Regions from separate parts of the Mus musculus genome. Here region 1 is linked to region 2. The links are chromatin contacts, called in public Hi-C maps. All regions are on one chromosome and are shown on one strand. Each heading gives the region's core, a stretch centred on a gene start, on an enhancer-like site or on the middle of the called end of the contact. The rest is flanking DNA. Distances are from core to core; before and after follow the strand shown.

Evidence for each region. A called contact is a pair of places that touch in the nucleus more often than the background predicts.
Region 1: a contact with region 2 is called in a Hi-C map of embryonic fibroblasts, with 2.4 times the contacts expected there. The contact joins the enhancer-like site here to the promoter of Rxfp3 in region 2. A contact is called at or near these places in 10 of 39 promoter capture datasets (the 3T3-L1 cell line, the HPC-7 cell line, cranial neural crest and 6 more), 1 of 15 datasets of contacts at CTCF or cohesin (the NIH/3T3 cell line), 18 of 484 Hi-C or Micro-C datasets (the 3T3-L1 cell line, adipose-derived mesenchymal stem cells, cerebellum and 11 more), 1 of 115 datasets of contacts at active chromatin or transcription factors (embryonic limb bud) and 4 of 9 other capture datasets (adipose tissue, embryonic stem cells, liver and 1 more).

The regions. Positions count from the first base shown.
Region 1 is chr15:11,159,684-11,162,383 of GRCm38.p6, reverse strand. All of the region lies in intron 3 of Adamts12 (a disintegrin-like and metallopeptidase (reprolysin type) with thrombospondin type 1 motif, 12), which reads right to left. Among named protein-coding and RNA genes, the nearest start is that of Adamts12, 96 kb to the right of the region's middle. Within about 2 kb of position 1,428, at least 23 of the 459 cell types and tissues checked have an H3K27ac peak or open chromatin away from gene starts, as enhancers often do. A contact at or near this core is called in the NIH/3T3 cell line, embryonic fibroblasts, muscle stem cells and 1 more, where this site is marked.
Region 2 is chr15:11,036,562-11,039,369 of GRCm38.p6, reverse strand. Rxfp3 (relaxin family peptide receptor 3) reads left to right here and starts at 1,402. Exons shown (of 1, transcript NM_178717.3): 1 at 1,402-2,808. The coding sequence starts at 2,086.

The DNA.
Region 1 (2,700 bases), core at 179-2,678, 120 kb before region 2:
GAAATGGAAGCCAGGTTTTATACCATTCGCCTAACCCAGAGAACGGCTGAGGTGATACGGGGTGTAGTTTTCACACTTTCCAGTTCATTTATCTAAAGAGGAAAATCTAAATGCATGTGTCTATACATATGTAAGACTATCTCTGACTATACATATGGCTATATAACAAGAATCACTTTCTACCTAAAGTTAATTATGCAGCAATCTCAGGTATATCATTAATATGCATTAAATACACTTAGGTTTCTTTTAAGTAAAGCATTCTGGGGGAAACCAACACACAGTACTCAAAACACAGTGCAAAATAAAACACAAGGCCTGGCCAGGGACGTCGATCAACCTTCCTGCAGTGAGCTACCACTGCAAGCCAACAGAGGGACAATCCTTAGAGAAATTCTTATTCTGATCCAAAACATACCTTGACAGAATACAGGAAAGAGGCACACCTAGTTACCTGCTACATCCCAGCCTGGGATGTGTGGAAATGCCTGCTCTAAGACACGGAAGAGCACTTATTCAATCTTGACCCTCCCTACACATGTGCCCCGGGACCTTGGAACTGCAATGATACAACACAGACTGCCTTGTTTGTGAGACCTGATCATTGTTCTAGAGTGTTACCAGAATCAGGGCAGGGAGGAAGAGGCCAGGATGAACCAAGCGCCAATAGACCACTTAGAAAGTGCTGGAGAATCTGACTTGGGAAAGCAGCAGGGGGTAGCAGAAGGCAGACCTAGCGAGCTGACTGTTTAGGTGTATAGCAACTTATTATTTGGTTCATAAAAAGTATGATTCTTCAAATACTGAAAAATTTGGCAGATGTGATCTTAGGCAAAATGACTTCCTTAGAACCACTTCTCTCTTTAATTTAATGTCATGTCAGGAGAGGACCCCATTGGTTATATGTAGTCCTTCTGATACTTACTCGAGTAGGATGTCACAATATTTTATGTTTGGTTTTTATAATGTTTTCTCCATTCTTTCTCAGTCATCAGTAAGTCTATGAGGGCAGGGTCCAACTGGGCATGCTCAGGGTTTTTGTTCCTAGCTAAATTACCATTTCTTGAAGAAAGAAAAGTCAAGCAATGACATAAAAACAAAGTAAAAGTATTTTAGAACTTTCTAAGCTTTAGCAGATTCGTTCAGAAAGTCCCCTAAGAATCCACTCCTTTTTTGTACAGAAAGCTTGGAGCATAAAGCACATTGATAATTTTCTTAAATATTTTACCTAAAATCTAGCGTGTAAACTTTCCTCCTTCTGGAGAAACAGTTCTGTGGTGACTTATGGGGTTGCCAGCTGCTCCACAGGACAGGACTCTGTGGGAGTGGAAATGCCTGTTTTCTCAAACACTGTCATTAATCAGACCATGGGACAAGCACACAGCTAACGTTAATTACTGCCAAGAGACCACTTTTGCTTTGACTTGGGGACTCCTAGTGGTCTTGTAATGTTTGGCCTCAGCTTAGGCATGATCTCTGTCTATTCACTCTTGCAGGCTCTCACTGCACAACACAGATCCATCTGGTGAGCAAACATGTATCAAGGCAATAACCATTAAATAGAAGGCACACAGTCCATGCAATGCTGTTTCTCAAGGTGGAAATTAAATACAAGTTCAGAGGCATAGTCATTAATAAAGTATGATTTATTCACCATTTACTCATTTATCTAGCATTTAGCAGGTGCTTAGGATGGCAGCTTTGTCCTATAACTGATAACATTGCAGAGAACAAAAGAAAAGAAGTGTTCTCCCATGCAAAACTAAATTCTGGACATTAGAAGGCCCCAAGAGCAAAGAGCATTGGGTAATCACTAGAAATATTAAACAGTATAAAGGGTTTTCAAAGTAGTGGAGGCAAAGGTATGCTGGGTGGTGATCAAGGAAGGCTTCTCTGATTGGTTGATTTGGGGAAAGCACTTGAGTAGCCTAAGAGTATTTAGGCATTGTAGGATGGACTTTTGCAAGCAGAAAAAGCAGCCAGTGTAAGATGAACACTGGGGAGGCAGAGAAGGAAGAGGAAAGTAATCTGAGAGGAGGGAGAAGATGACCAGAATGCAGGAGGAGCAGGACCAGCAGCAGTCCTCCTAGGCAATCCAGGGTGGGGAGAGGAAATCATAGGGACAGCATTTGAACGGGACTAGAAGCATGCTAAGATGTTGATTGTGATGCTAGCTCAGGATGTAACTCTGTCCTATGGCCCACAAGAACCTGACAGCTATGCATAACCTAGGTTCAGAGGTCATTACTATTTCACAGGGTTGCTGTGGTCAGTAGCTGAGCCACCAGGATCTTACTTCTAGTTCATCTTCCAAGGCTCTGCCATAGTCCAGTTCAAACCATCCCCGAACACACACACACACACACACACACACACACACACACACACACACACTGAAAAAAATCTCAAGTTGGTGGGTGCTGTTTCTTGTCAGGAGGCTACTAATATCATGGACAAATTCCTTCAAGAGAGTGTGGGGGTTTTTTCAGAGTTAAATCAGTTCCACAAAGACAAAAACGTGTGTGTGTATGTGTGTGTGTGTGTGTGTGTGTGTGTGTGTGTGAGAGAGAGAGAGAGAGAGAGAGAGAGAGAGAGAGAGAGAGAGAGAGAGAGAGACAGTGTAGAGAATCTGGAAGTTAATGATTATGAGATCAATACTTTTCAGTTCTCTTCCCAGACAAGGGTTCTGCTAGATCTTTG
Region 2 (2,808 bases), core at 153-2,652:
ATGACTTCATTCTTTTGCTTTGGCAGTTAGCTAAGTGAATCTCTCAGCCTATACCACAGACCTCCAAAGAGCAGAGCACTCGTCAGTATTTCTGAGCTCTATCTAATCCCCTTGGCTTCATTTCTTTAGTGGCCAGAAGTCAATAGGACTCTCTTCTTAATAATATCAGCAGCCCCTATGCTCAGTGTCTGTCTCAGTGTCTGCCTCCTGACAGTCTCAGGAAGTTCAAACTTCATTAGACATGGTTTATGATTCATTTTGCTTTGTTTTTCTACTTATATTACAATCACACAACTCTTAACTATTTGTATCACCCATCTGAGTGTGAACTCTACAGATTGTACTTACCATAAAGTCTTCTAGTCATGGAATAACACCTAACAAAGCGAGGCTAAGTAAGTATTTGTTAGATGAGTGAGCAGACTAAGACCTTTACTGCATAGGACTTTCCGTATCACCACAGGTTTCCTTGGTTTTCAGTAGCCCTTGAAATACAATAAAAAAGAAAGAAATTGGCAGAGGAAGAAAACGCTTTTTTAAAGTGAGAACGTGCGCTTGAAGGCGAGGCTATAAAGCCAGGATGCAAGGAGGGGTCCACAGAAGCACAGAATTACCAGGGCAGAGAACTTCAACATATTAAAACTGATCGAAGGCCAGTTGATTTTTTTTTTTACTGAAGCTCTTGCGACCTCTATTGGTAAAATCGAGAAATGCAGCGTCTGCAGCGAAGTGCCCTTTTAAAGTCCACTTTGGAATTAAGACTGTTTAAGGTTGCCGAGGACCTCTTTTCTCTTTTATTGTTCCTTTGACTGATTACAAGTCTTTATCTCTTTCGCTCCATCTGTCCGTATATCCCCAATTACTGTTAGTAAAGTCAAGTATTATCCCAGAAGTGAGGGCAATTACTGCATGCTTAGCATACTTGTTTTTCAGGTTAGTTCTTCTGTCAAGAAAACACTTCAGCTTCCTTAAGTCCTTCTAAGAGCAACTAACCTGGCATCTAAATAAACTGCAAAGTTGAGACGTAACACGTCTCCCCCTCCCCACGGCCCCCTGTAGCTTCAGTTCTTAAAATATACTCAATTCCAGGCAAACATCAACCCTTAGAATTCTGCCAATCTGACACCAGGTAAGTGTTCAGCTAATTAGAGGGGAGATGGGGCTTCAGTTTGAGTACTAGGAAAAGATTGGTTATTTGATTTAAAGAACAAAGGGTGTTACTATTGTGTAAGTGGGAGAAACAAACTATTGTGTTAAGGTGGGGAGAAAGGAGAAAAAAAAACCTCGTCCTAATAAAAATAAGAAAGGAAGAAAGCAGACTCAGACTCACTCCAGACACCGAGAAAATAAAAGACTAAGACCACTCCTTCTGCAACTTGGAACAAAGGGGAGTTAGTTGCCAGTAGACTCTGCCTCTCCCTGCGTGGCGCGCGGGGTTCAGCACTTCGGAAAGCACCCCCATCTTCTCGCACGGAGATTATGCAAGCTCTTCGGGGCTCTCAGCAGAGGTGGGTGCCAATGTAACTCATCAAACGCTGGCAACTCACTGGGGGTTGACAATATCGGACACACAGAAAACACCAACGGAGCTCCAGGAAGTGATGGCGTGAATCAGCCTTCAGGCAGTCAGAGCGAGACACAGATGTCCACGATCTGTTTTCCTCTAGAAGGAGAGAAACTCCTCCGGGCAACCTCAGAAGCCAACAAAGGTACTGGGAGAGCCGTGCTCCTGAGTAGGGGACTGCATCTAAGTGACAGCAGGAAAGCAGAGGGGTATGACTCAGTCTTAGAGTAGGTAGCTGGAGACTCAGTTCTCACCAGGAGGAACCTTGATCCCCAGCCACTTGCCTAGAACTATCCTCTCTTCTAAACCCACCAAGAACTGATGCTGAGTGCAGCCAACCCCTGCGCCCAAGGCGGTTCTGGGCGCCAACGCGGCTCAGCATCCAGTTTCCAGGAGCCCTTTTGAGCGTCTACATAGAAAGCTCAGGCACCTGCTTTGCGCGCCCGCCTGGGTACCACACCCGGAGCAAGCGCTGACTCTCGGTAGTCGGCTTGCAGAACGTGACTAAGGCGCACCTGAGCATGCAGGTGGCTTCTGCAACCCCCGCGGCCACCGTGAGGAAAGCAGCTGCGGGTGATGAGCTCTCAGAATTCTTCGCTCTGACCCCAGACTTGCTGGAAGTGGCCAACGCCAGCGGCAATGCGTCGCTGCAGCTTCAGGATCTGTGGTGGGAGCTGGGGCTAGAGTTGCCAGACGGTGCGGCGCCTGGGCATCCTCCGGGTGGCGGCGGGGCAGAGAGCACAGACACTGAGGCCAGGGTACGGATCCTCATCAGCGCGGTTTACTGGGTGGTTTGTGCCCTGGGACTGGCCGGCAACCTGCTGGTTCTCTACCTGATGAAGAGCAAGCAAGGCTGGCGCAAATCCTCCATCAACCTCTTTGTCACTAACCTGGCACTGACTGACTTTCAGTTCGTGCTCACTCTGCCCTTTTGGGCTGTGGAGAACGCACTAGACTTCAAGTGGCCCTTCGGCAAGGCCATGTGTAAGATCGTGTCCATGGTGACATCCATGAACATGTACGCCAGCGTCTTCTTCCTCACTGCTATGAGCGTGGCGCGCTACCACTCGGTGGCCTCGGCTCTCAAGAGCCATCGGACCCGAGGGCGTGGCCGTGGCGACTGCTGCGGCCAGAGCTTGAGGGAGAGCTGCTGTTTTTCAGCCAAGGTGCTGTGTGGGTTGATCTGGGCTTCGGCTGCGCTGGCCTCGCTGCCCAATGCCATTTTTTCCACCACCATCAGGGTG